3 separate regions of the Mus musculus genome follow, and all the other regions are linked to region 2. The links are chromatin contacts, called in public promoter capture Hi-C maps. All regions are on one chromosome and are shown on one strand. Each heading gives the region's core, a stretch centred on a gene start, on an enhancer-like site or on the middle of the called end of the contact. The rest is flanking DNA. Distances are from core to core; before and after follow the strand shown.

Evidence for each region. Promoter capture Hi-C pulls out the DNA fragments that hold promoters and counts their contacts.
Region 1: a promoter capture Hi-C map of liver shows a contact between it and region 2, with 4 times the contacts expected there. The contact joins two enhancer-like sites.
Region 3: a contact with region 2 is called in a promoter capture Hi-C map of liver, with 6 times the contacts expected there. The contact joins two enhancer-like sites.

Annotation. Positions count from the first base shown.
Region 1 is chr3:88,136,818-88,140,912 of GRCm38.p6, forward strand. No RefSeq gene overlaps it. Among named protein-coding and RNA genes, the nearest start is that of Mef2d, 3.5 kb to the right of the region's middle. Within about 2 kb of position 2,149, at least 406 of the 459 cell types and tissues checked have an H3K27ac peak or open chromatin away from gene starts, as enhancers often do. A contact at or near this core is called in liver, where this site is marked.
Region 2 is chr3:86,133,586-86,137,687 of GRCm38.p6, forward strand. No RefSeq gene overlaps it. Among named protein-coding and RNA genes, the nearest start is that of Snord73a, 3.2 kb to the right of the region's middle. Within about 2 kb of position 1,581, at least 7 of the 459 cell types and tissues checked have an H3K27ac peak or open chromatin away from gene starts, as enhancers often do. A contact at or near this core is called in liver, where this site is marked.
Region 3 is chr3:88,336,773-88,340,840 of GRCm38.p6, forward strand. The region is part of intron 1 of Smg5 (Smg-5 homolog, nonsense mediated mRNA decay factor (C. elegans)); the gene reads left to right. Among named protein-coding and RNA genes, the nearest start is that of Smg5, 2.5 kb to the left of the region's middle. Within about 2 kb of position 2,384, at least 11 of the 459 cell types and tissues checked have an H3K27ac peak or open chromatin away from gene starts, as enhancers often do. A contact at or near this core is called in liver, where this site is marked.

The sequences.
Region 1 (4,095 bases), core at 899-3,398, 2.0 Mb after region 2:
CCAGAGTTCGGATCCCAGCAACCACATGGTGGCTCACAACCATCCCTAACAGGATCTGACGACCTCTTCTGGAGTGTCTGAAGACAGATGTAGTGTACTTACATATAATAAATAAATCTTAAAAAAAAAAAGCCTTTAAAAAAAAACCAAAAAAAAAAAAAAAAAAAAAAAGCACTCTGAAGGCAGAGGCAGGGGGATTTTCATGCCACAGGGCCACAGGATGAGACCCTGTCAAATAAACAAGTAAAAAGCACCACTGAAATTGCCCAATTCAATGCTCACAGCAAGTAACACTGTCCAAGGTCAGCCAGCTAATAACAGTCGAAGCTGGGATCTGGCTGCGCATGGCTCTAAGGGAAGAAGACAAGAGCTGCTCAGAAAATGCTGTATGTATTCCAAAAGCAAGATCACCTGAGCATGTGCTCTGTGAGCCTGACAGAAGTAGGAGAGGCTCTTGAAAAAGGTGAGCCTGCACAGGGCTCAACTCTCCCATCCACAAATACTTAACTGGGCGACTACTCTGTTCTTTACACTAGCTGGAGGCACAACACTTGTGGACAGACACACTGAATAAGGTGAGGGAAAAGACTGCACTCATGTGCTTGGAGACAAGGTCTCACTATGTAGCTGTCTGTCCGGCAACTCACTATATATACCAAGCTGGCCTGGAACTCAGAGTTCCACTAGTCCCTGTCTAACACTTCCACTCAGCTAAAGCGCATGCCTCCTTTGCCTTCAGACTGAACCTGCTCTTCCAGCTCCTGGGTTTCTTTCCCAAAGGCAAAGCCTGCTTTAGGATTCGCTCTCTTGAGCTGGAGATGCGGCACAGTGGTAGAATGTGTCCTTAGCATGTGTGAGGTTCAGGCCCTACAGGGGAAGAAGACAGGAAGGGAAAATAGGGGGAGAGAGAGAGAGAGAGAGGGAGAGAGAGAGAGAGAGCGCGCAAAGAAAGGATTTAAAAGGGGCTATGGCATGGAGGCTCTGCTGTAAAGAACCTTGCAGCCCCAAACTGCCCAATGATCTGAGTTTGAACCCTAGAACCCACAAGCTGGAGAGAACCAACTACAAGTTGTCTTCTGATCTCCACAAACACAATAGAAAGTAAAAATAAATAATTAATTTAAAAAATTAAAAAGCGCCACCGGGTGGCAGTGGCACTTACTTTTAACACCTGCAGAAGCTGGCAGATCTCTGAGTTCGAGGTCAGTCTGATCTAAAGAGTGAGTTTCCAGGACAACCAGGTCTACAAAGAGAAACCCTGTCTTGAAAAGCAAAAACAAATAAAAAGGAAAAGAATACACTCTCCTACCTCAGAAATTCTTTTTAAAAATATTTATTAGTATTGTATGGTGTGCAGGGGAGAGATGTTATGTGTGAAGCTCAGAGGATAACTCTGGGAAGTTGCTTCTCCGGCTGGTACCGAAGCACCTTTATCCGCTGAGCCACTTCGTCGGCCTTTTGCAGTCCTTCTGAATGTCTCTGCAATTCTTCCTGTTCCTATAGTTTCTAACACCCCACTTCGCTTTTCCTTTCTCCAGTAACAGGCCCTGAGCTACTGGCCCTTTAAGATTGCCTTCTTCCCCCACGTGCTGTCTGGTTGGGCTGGCGATGCTGACGCATGCTTGACGTCAATAGCAGCTGGTGGAGTTTGGGCACGAGGAGAGAAGTTGGGATGGGGGTTGGGGGGAGCGGAGCAAGAAGGCGATTCATTTGCATTTAAAGGGGCCTCTCTTGAGTTAATTCGCGCTTTACAGAAATACGTCCTGGGCAAACTTTCTGCCCTAGGCTGGGAATAGAGGCAAGAAAATGGCGTGATACAACTTAAGTCCAAGGCTATGAGTTTGGTATGTTCTTCCGCGGAAAAAGAGAAATAGTCCGTCGGTGCCCAAGCTGGGAGCACGTGACCCGGAGGGGGTGGAGGCAGAAGCTGGGGGTGGGGGGGAGACTACTGTAAGGTTGTGTTTGTCTGCCCCCACCCCCACATCCTGCCCACCCAACTGCAGCTGCCACCACATCCTGCCCAGCCGGGGGCAGGGAGCTCCTGTGGGGGGTACACGGACCCGAGACCGCTCTGGCACCATTCGCTGTCCCTCAGCTCCAGGGCCCTCTGCTCTTGTCCCCAGGTCTGGTCCCAAGGCACCCGGTTCTCAGCATAGGGTACTACTGTGCCACACGGACCTGGACAAGTTTCTGGCGGACTCTGCTACCCTTTACCCCAACTCTGGCTTGAAGTGGAGTTGTAGGACCCCCAGACTCAACCCCTGTCCTTATCTACCATGGTTATGAATGCAGAAATGAGGTATTCAGCAGAGTTTGCACAATTCTGACTCACAGGGCTGCGCGAATACATTTGCTAAGCGCGTTCCACGCCAGCTCTGCATCCCCGCAGGAACTCAGGAGCTGGTGAGGAATACCTTAGGAAATAAACAAACCCAGCAAGCTAGTGCGTCCAGAGGAGACAAGGGCGGAGTGGAGCGTCCCACCTTCCCGCGGAGAAAATACACGCCCACCTGCTGAGGGTCCGGTTCGCAAGCTTGGTGGCAGATGCGGGGAAGAATTGGGGGTCTTTGCGGTGATCATCCAAAAACTAAAGGAAGGATGACTCGGTGGTGGAGTCGCGGGTGGAGGTGGGGATTGAGAACTGTCCAGATGGCGCAGGGGAGGGGAAGGTGAGAGGAGGAGGATCTGCCAAGCAGCTCACCAGACTAGAGGGGAAGGCTAGAGCACTTTTCCTAGGTTGAGTAAGGACTGACTGCCAGGTAGAAGAGGGTGCTGAGAGGAACAGGGACCTTTCCAGTTCAGGTGAACTGGAGAAGCTTGAGAAGGGGTGGATAAAGGAGGATTAAGTTTTATTTGCCAGATAGCTTTGTGAAGATGCATGTGAGTTTACAGGGTGTTCTTTTTAGGATGTCGGTGGGTATCAAGGTTTTACAGCAGGGCTGGAAGGTGACTTTTCTTTAGAACAGATGGGCGAGATGACTGAGGCAGTAAAGCGCTTGCCATGCAAGCCTGGCCACGGAAGTTTGATCCTGAAACAAATGGAAAAGTGGAAGATCCACGCCGTAGAATTATCCTCCGACATCTAAATATGCAGCATGGTACGCTAACAGAATAAACTGATTAACAAGAAATGGTGCACAGCCAGAGGTAGGAGAGGAAGCACGAGACTCAGTCATTTGCCACCCAGAGGATTCTGGGATGGGAAATTCAAGGGCCAGAAGAAAAGAACTCAGAGTCACTTTCAGGAAGTCCAATTTTCATCTAACTTCCAACATTACCTTGGCCCTTTTCAGTCTTTCGTGGAAATCAAGACCTCTCCCAAGACGTTTTCACAGTCTGAGTTTTGTCCCACTTGTAGTTTTACTGCCCCCTATTCTGGTCTCCTGTGAGTTGTCAAGTCAGCAGTGAGTGTCCAGGGCCCCCACCTCCCTGAGCTCTCGGAGCTCTTCCTGCTAGTCTTTTAATATCTTCCCCAGGTGACTCACCTTCCTTCCTCATTCCTTTTTAAAGGACTCAACATTCCAGGTCTAAAGAGGGCCAGCCAACCAATCACAGCCATGGACGGCCAGCCTCATATTTGAGATTGGCTGGGATCATGGCTCGCTGGAAGCTCACCAAGTTAGTTAGGGAGAGGCTGGGGAGGGGGATTCTGGGAAAAAAATTTTCTTCTGGCCTTGGTTATGTTTTGAGAAACAAACTGAGTTAGGTTCTCTAGCTTGGAGAGCCTCCAAGGTTGAGGCAGGTTGAACACTCCTGAGGGCTTAGCTGTCCCGGGCCCATCCTGTTTTGTTTTCCTACAAGCTGGGACCCAATGGCCTGAAGGCTGTGTTCCCAGGCCTGTTCCTAAGACGTCTTTTCCAGCAGCCCTGAATCTCTCCAGTCTCAACATTCTGCTTTTCCCGACGTCGGGAAACAGCCGGAAAAATAAACACCCTGATGACTAAACGGTTTCTCCAGCTAGAGCCTGGGGAAGCACTAAAAATAGAGGCCACAAGTGAGGGGAGGTTCCCCACGGGGAGGGCACTTTCCCATTCTGCTCCCACCATAGCCACAAGCAGGAACAAGGCTGTGTTCTCCCAGGGCTTGGGGAAGGGC
Region 2 (4,102 bases), core at 331-2,830:
TGCTGTTGCTGTGACGGGACTCCATGACCAAGACAACTTACAAAAGGGAGCAAGCATTTAATGGGGGCTCGCGGTTTAGAGTGACAGACAATGGCAGTGGCTGAAGAGCTGAGTTTTGGGGTTTTTTGTTTTTGTTTTTATTTTTTGAGACAGGGTTTCTCTGTATAGACCTGGCTGTCCTGGAACTCACTCTGTAGACCAGCCTGGCCTTGAACTCAGAAATCAGCCTGCCTCTGCCTCCCGAGTGCTGGGATTAAAGGCGTGCGCCACCACGCCCGGCTGAAGAGCTGAGTTTTACATCCTGATCTGCAAACTACAGAGAGACACACCAAGCTTCACCTGAACTTTTGAAACCTCAAAGCCCAGTGGCACACCTCCAAAAAGGCTATACCTGGTAATTCCAAAACAGTCCCACTAACTGGAGACTAATAATTCAAACATAAGCACTTAAAAAGGACCATTCTGGTCCAAACCAACTTTCAAAACTAGTTTTTGTTGTGTGAACATGATGTCTCATCTCTTTTAGACAATATCTAGGAATAAGATCAAATCAAAGTAGTGGTATGCATTTGAACCTGAGATGAGAGGCCCAGTACCGGAAACCAATCTAAGCAATATAAATGTAGTGAAACTTACTTAAAAAATAATTAGGTCAGGTATTAGACACACCTTTAGTCTCACCACTACAGGTCTACATATCAAATTCCAGGATCTCTCAAAAATAAAACTCAGGGCCAGGTGCATGCTTTTTTCTCTTTTAATTTTTACTTAACCAGTTTATTGGGGTTACAAGAGTGTGGGTTAAGGAGTAGGCATGAAGCTGGGCAGTGGTGGCTCACACCTTTAATCCCAGCACTTGGGAGGCAGAGGCAGGCGGATTTCTGAATTTAAGGCCAGTCTGGTCTACAGAGTGAGTTCCAGGACAGCCAGGGCTACACAGAGAAACCCTGTCTCGAAAAACCAAAAAACAAACAAAAAGGAGTAGTCGTGATTTCAAGGCAGGTGCATCATTGAAAAGTCTACCTCAACACTGAAGTATAGATGATCACTTATAAAAGCTCTAATCTTGGCATTTCCACAGAATTCTCAGGCAACATAACAAGTGAGAGTCTCATATATGCCTAAGAGTCTCATTCCTCCAGTAATCCTTACTGTTTATACAACCTCAGGGAGCAAGGGCCCTTGTGAACCTTTTAAGTTTCAGGGACTTCCTGATATTTGGAGGTTGTTTACTTCTTAAAACATGGGTGCAAGCTTTCAATCTCACTCTGCTTGGGAGGCAGAAACCTGGTACATATTGGGACCCTGGTACCTTCTTTTGCATCTTGGCTGTCATGTAGTAAGCAACATCTACTGCCACCCCTAATTTAATGTTATACTTTGGTCACCCAGGCAAAGGCAGTGCTGCTAAGCAACCTCTATCACCATAACAGAAAGCTAACCAAGATTCATGCTGAAATATTTACTTTTTAAAGTGTGTGAATTACTTTGCCTCCATGTTATTTGTGTACCACACGCATGCTTGTTCCCCACGGACTTTGGACCTGCTGAACCAGTTACAGAGAATTGTGAACCACCATGTGGGTGGTAGCAATTGATCGCAGGTTCTCTGGAAGAGCAGTCAGTCAATCAACCACTGAGCTCTCTCTAGCCCACAAATACTTTTTGATATGCTTTTGAATCAAAGTAAAGTGCCTGTAATTGGTGCTTCATGTTTACACATGTGGGTTACTGTCATTTCACTAACAAAGACACGAGGCTATGGAATCAAAATACAAGGACTTTACCACTCAAAGTAATGGCTGTGATACCAAGGGAGACATTACCTCATCCTTCAGGATTACACTGGATATGTGTAAGTATAACATGGCACATGCAAAGAGCAGCCACAAGGTTTTATTTTTGGTATACTGTACATAGAACATGTATGTAGACACACAGGGTTTGTAGAAGGTTGCCTAAGCCACTTCTGTTTGACACACTTGGGCAACCTTGATTTTCGATGCTACCCTAAAAGGCTACTGTTAAACTAACCAACAGAGGGTAGAATTCGATTCATTCAGACATTTCATTAGTTACCATCAGCAAGCCTTCTCACCAGCACAGCTAAAGCCAACCTGCAGCACCGATCTCAGGTCCACACACTATATAGAGCCTTTGGGTAGGGCTCTTTGGTCAAACGGGTCTTTGGTCATAGATATGCTCTCTGGTTTCTAGTGCAGTCACAAGGTAAATGGGGCTCCTCTGCCACTCTTGCTATGATGCATCCACCACCATACACCCAAAGCAATAGGATCCAGTTGGTCAAATATGAACTCAAATAAGCCACTTCTCTTCCCATCAACAAAGTAGCACTGGTTTCAGTTATAAAAAGCTGACATACCACTTTATGCAAAACCAGGGAGCCAAGTCTACTTCTCCATCCCTTTTTACTTCCAAGTCTCAGGCACAATGACTCAAAGTGCGTCAGACCAATGGACTACTGTTCTCTTTATCAATACCTCACAGGTGGCAGTGTGACAGATAAGTCTCAGGAGATTCCCACTCTTGTCAGACAAGGCATCTGTCATTGCAGTAAAAACTTTAGACATGAAGTCCCAGCACCGCTTGGGCCTGCCCTCTACTCCTGTGACTAACAGAAGTCTCATTCAAATGTTTAAAGGATGGTGGCACTTAGCTGTAATCTCAGCAATTCCTAGAAGTTTAAGAGCCCAGCCTGGGCTCCAAGGTAAACCTGTTTTGTGGAACCGCTCTTCCAGAGCACCCATGCTTAGTTCCCAGCACCTACACGGCCGCTCAGTTATCTGAACTTGAGTTCCAGAGGACACGCCTCTTCTGTCTCTGCAGGCACATGATACATTGAGACACACACATATACATAAAAATATTTCTTAAAACTTCTGGATATAAAGTACATGTAAATATTAATGAACTCAAAGAACTTCCTGAGAAGTGACTCCCAGAGACAAGCTTCAGATAACCAAGTAACTGCTGCCATCAACCTAGTAATGGTCACTAAATACTTAAAGCACTGGAGCCAAATGAAGACCAAAAGGCTGAGCAGTGTTGACAGCATTGCAGGTGATCCATTCCCCACATTATTCTGTTACAATGGCCCATCCTTTATGAGAATAGTCTCCCTAGGACTTACTCCCCCTCCTCAAGTTAGTCTACCCTCAGTCCACGCTAAAGAAACAAATGAAAGGTTTAAGTTTTGTCTTTATTTCAAAAATCTGCTTTTCTATGATAGACTAAGGTAAAATAATTTCAAAGACCTTTGGAGGCACTTCTAACAGATTTTCAGGGTGGCCTATAGGTAGGCTACCCTAAATACCTACTCAAAGATATAGCAGACTAAGTAATTTCAATCTTACAAATATCCAGCCTCATGGTAGTAAGGGGAAGACCAACTTTCACACAAATTCAATTCCTAGTAATGACCCAACTTTACACCAACTGACTCCTATTCACCCAGGAAGGATGCTGGTTATCTGACTCAAGCCCACAAATGAAATCAGCTATTACATCAACAGGCTCGCCTGAGATACATCTATCAACTAATACTTCACAGCTAGAAAAGTAGTTGTGATAGTATTTGCTTGCTACCATGTCTAAGGCACCTATTTTGTTAATACTTTAAACAAGACTATTTGCCTAGAGGATTATTAAAATTTTACCCTGTGAATGTATAGGCTAAAACTGGGGGGGGGGGGGAACTGCTTAATGAAAATTAAGAAACTGAGTTATCTATTGGAAAAATCTAGGGATCTCCATAAATATGAACTTTCTGGAGTGGCATGCACACGTTTACACACACACACACACACAGGCTCAGCGGCAAAGCACTTACCTAGCACATGTACACATTTACACACGCTCTCTCTCACACACACACACACTCACACACACGCTCAGTGGCAAAGCACTTACCTAGCACATGTAAGGCCCGAGATCTGGATGATCCCTGGGCTTCATAAAATCTTATGATTTTCAGTTTTCAGTCTTCTGGTTCACCAAGTATATATAGTCTAACCCAGTGGTCCTAACCACCCTAATGCTGTGACCCTTTTTGCCATGATAAAACCATCTTTGTTGCTGCTAC
Region 3 (4,068 bases), core at 1,134-3,633, 2.2 Mb after region 2:
CGGGTGGAGAAGACCCGAAAGGGACTGGTGCTCAGAACCCTACCGGGCACCTGTGGTTTACTGGAAACAGCCATTGACTGACGTCCTCCAAACCAGGTTCATGTCCTTCATTTGCCCCTCTCGCTATGTGACCTTGGGCCTCAGTTTCTTCCTTAAAAGGAAGGATTTGAGCCGGGCGTGGTGGCGCACGCCTTTAATCCCAGCACTCAAGAGGCAGAGGCAGGTGGATCTCTGAGTTCTGGGCCAGCCTGGTCTACAGAGTGAGTTCCAGGACAGCCAGGGCTACACAGAGAAACCCTGTCTCGAAAAACAAACAAACAAAAAACAGAATTTGATTGATGGCTCATCCCTGGCTGCTCTTCCCGAGGTTCCTGGTTCGATTCCCAGCACCCATATAGCAGCTCATTAACTGTAACTATGGGATCTGACACTCGCACAGACATACGTGTAGGCAAAACACCAGTGCACAAAAATTAAAGGTAAATCTTTTAAGAAAGAAATTTCAAATTTTATATACATATATAGGTTTGATTTGAATACACTATGAAATCCATTATGGCTTACATTTTGTGGACTCTTGAGTTGGAATAAAGACTAGAAAGGCTAATTATTTTGTTGACTAGGAAGGAGGACTTTGGGTTCATCGGTGCAGGCACCCTGTGACTCAGTTCTTCCTTAGGATCTCATGTCCACAGAGTGTAGGTAAAACGTAGATCGCAGAGCTGAGTCATGGGAAGATGAAGAGTGGAGACCACGCTGACTGTTCTGCCTTCTAGTAGGAGGTGGAGCTCCAGCTTCCGTCTTACCTCAGGCCCTGCTGAATGGAGGCTGCCATGAGAAAACCCAGAGCTGCTTGATTCATGTGCTCTGCCTCTTCTGGCCTTGTAAGCTAGGAGGCGAAAGGGAATGTAGGCCTGTTTGGAAATAGGAAGTTGATGCCACGGCTTCCATCCCACCAAGGGGCCCCAAGCAGTGATCCCCAGGCCGAGGAGTTCTCCAGAAATGGCTTGTGTAACCAGTCATGCCTCGAAGTGCTGAGCAGCCTGTCAGACACAGCGTGGGCAGTGTCTTCGATATTCCTTGCTTGTCTCCAGCCTGGGGAATGGCTCTGGACAATCTTCTGACTGTGTCAGGCCAGCTTTCTCAATTTCTCACACCTTCCTTTCTCAGGACTGACAGGTTGAGCTGGTGTGTGACAGGTTGCTTGCAGTATGTGACTTGTATGTATGTATGTGGGTATGTGTGTGTGTGTGTGGGGGGGGGGTTATCTGTGACTGTGTTGGTTTTGAGCAGGGTAAACAACTGAGGCAGCCAGTTTTGTTATGTTTGTGTTTGGTGTGTGTACATGCATGTGTGTGTGTGTGTGTGTGTGTGTGTGTGTGTAAGGCACTGGTGATGACATTCTGACTTTTGATAAATGTGTTAGTCTGTGGAGCTGTCATTGAGTTTCAGAAAATTGGAAAAACTCCTGAAGCTAGCAATCTACAAATAGAGCATTTTGATTTCTTTTAAGGCTATCCAAAGAAAAAGAAGGAAGAAAGGGGTTGCTGGGGAATCTATAAACACCACTGAATTTATTAGGTTTATTAACTCTGTACTTATTTTAGAAATATTTGTACGACTTTGATTTGAGACAAGACTAATTTTTGTGGTTTTTCAAAGGGAGATTATAGTTTTGTTTGTTTCTTGAGCCCTGGCTGTTCTGGAGCTCTCTCTGTAGATCAGACTGGGCTGGAACTCAGAGATAAGCCTGCTTCTGCTTCCTGAGTGCTGAGACGACAGGCGTGCGCTCTGGCAAGGTTCTATAGTTTCTTGAAGAAGCTTATGGTCTGATAGAGAATGGGGAAGAGGTGCTAAGTACTCCCAGAGCTAAGTGTTTCTCTTTGGAGCTCTTTTTAAAAATTGAGGCCGGGCGTGGTGGTGCACGCCTTTAATTAATCCCAGTAATTAGGAGGCAGAGGCAGGCGGATTTCTGAGTTCCAGGACAGACAAGGCTACACAGAGAGAAACTCTGTCTTGGAAAAAAAAAAAAAAAAACAAAAGATAAATAAATACATAATTGAGAATGTAATGAAATTTCTGGAGTCTGTTCATAAAAGTACAAATGCTTGGGCTGGGGGTGTAGTAGGTTAGTGGAGGCTCTGGGTTCAGTCTTCAAGTGGCATCAACAAAAAAACAAAACACCTATACTCTTATTAAGTCTGCCTGTGGTACTGAAGCCCCTTTGGGCTCAGGATGCCTAGACAGGACAGTCACTTGAATTTGAACTCGGAGAATGAAGACAGCAAGATCCTGTCCCTAACAAACTCACCCTGTCCAAGGGACTAAGCTGCTGCCTCTAGCATTGAAGTCCAGCTTGGCAGAAAGGGCTTGGCTCTCACTTCTAGGTAGCCTGAAAGGTGACTGAACTCCAGAATATTTAGTTATCAAGCTTGTCTGTGAGAATGCTTTGATTTCCAGCCCACTCGTTCAGCTGGGTGCTGTCAGTCATTTGGCCCTATGTAGGGTAGCTTTTAGTAGTGTGCTTGCTACTGGGTCATACAGAGTCCAGGCTTGCTGTGGTCCACTTTCTCTGGCCTAAGAGCACATCTTGGTTTGTTCTGGCATCGTCAGTCTGTGTTTGGATTGCCTTTGTGTCTACAGCAGAGCTTAATTTGCCTGCTTCCATAGCTATTACTTGCCATACTTTTGTGTAAACTAGAGAAGAGCCTACTTTGGGGACTTCTTAGGCATCTGTGGTATAGTTTCTGTGGCTGTCTTTGCTATGGTGGCTCACTTGCCTCTTAGCTTCTAGAATCAAACACCTCAATTATATAACAAAAAGGAGGGAAATTAATGCTTATTGAACATTTACCGAGCATTGTCATGAGTGTTATATTTTTTTAACAAAGCAGTTAATTGTCATATTTCCATTTTATAGTAAGGTGAGCTGAAGTATATGCAATACCACAGAGCTGGTTATGAATAGAGATGAAATTAGAGCCCATGAAGTTTGCTTCCAAGCCTACAGTCTTTTTTTTTTTTTGGTTTTTTCGAGACAGGATTTCTCTGTGTAGCCTTGGCTGTCCTGGAACTCACTTTGTACACCAGGCTGGCCTTGAACTCAGAAATCCACCTGCCTCTGGCTCCCAAGTGCTGGGATTAAAGGTGTGCGCCACCACTGCCCAGCTGAAGTGTTTTTTTTTTTTTAAAGTTCTGTTCATCTATTTCGTATGTACACGAGTATGGGCATACTTGTGCCATTAAGTACCAGAGCTTGTGTGGTGGTTAGAGGACAACTTCTGGGAGTCAGTTTTTCCCTTTTACTCTGTAGAACTCAGGGACAGATTGAGGTCGTCAGCAGACTTCATCCAAAGCCTTAACCCTTAACTGAGCCATCAGGCCATGCCACCATTTCCTCTTTGAGACAGTCTCATGTGCCCCCCTAGTTCGTGAATGCTGGGACTATACACGGTCACTCAGTTCTGTTTATTTGTTGGTTTTTTTTTTTTTTTTTTTTTTTTTTTGCTTTTATTTATTTGTGTATATGCATACTTTTAGCATACTTCACATTAAATTTATAATTCACTCAAAAAAAATCTCAGGACAGAATTAGAACTAGAAAAACACTTATCCTTATATTTCATAAGCTACATGGACTCAATCTTTCCTCATCCCTTTATATTTTCTTCTCTTTTATTTTATACTATATGCATGGGCACATTTGTTTACATGTACACACACCCACATACATACGTGTATATCTATACACACACGAGATTTTGAATATGAGAGAAATGTGGTTTTTTTTTTCTGAGACCTCTGTTTTGTTATAATGAGTAAAGTATGAATAAACATATACCTGTGTATCTGTGTACGTGTGTGTCTGTGTTTCAGAATGGAGAGATGAAGAGTACATATTTTTCTTCCAGAGTTTGAATCTTAAAACCCATAGTTCACAATTACCTCTGACTCTAGCTCCAGAGAATTTGTCACCCTCCTCTGGCCTCAGGTGTGTGTGTGTGTGCTGTTTCAAAGCATTTGCCCTTGTGCATACATAATAGCCCTGACACTCATCTGGAATCATGG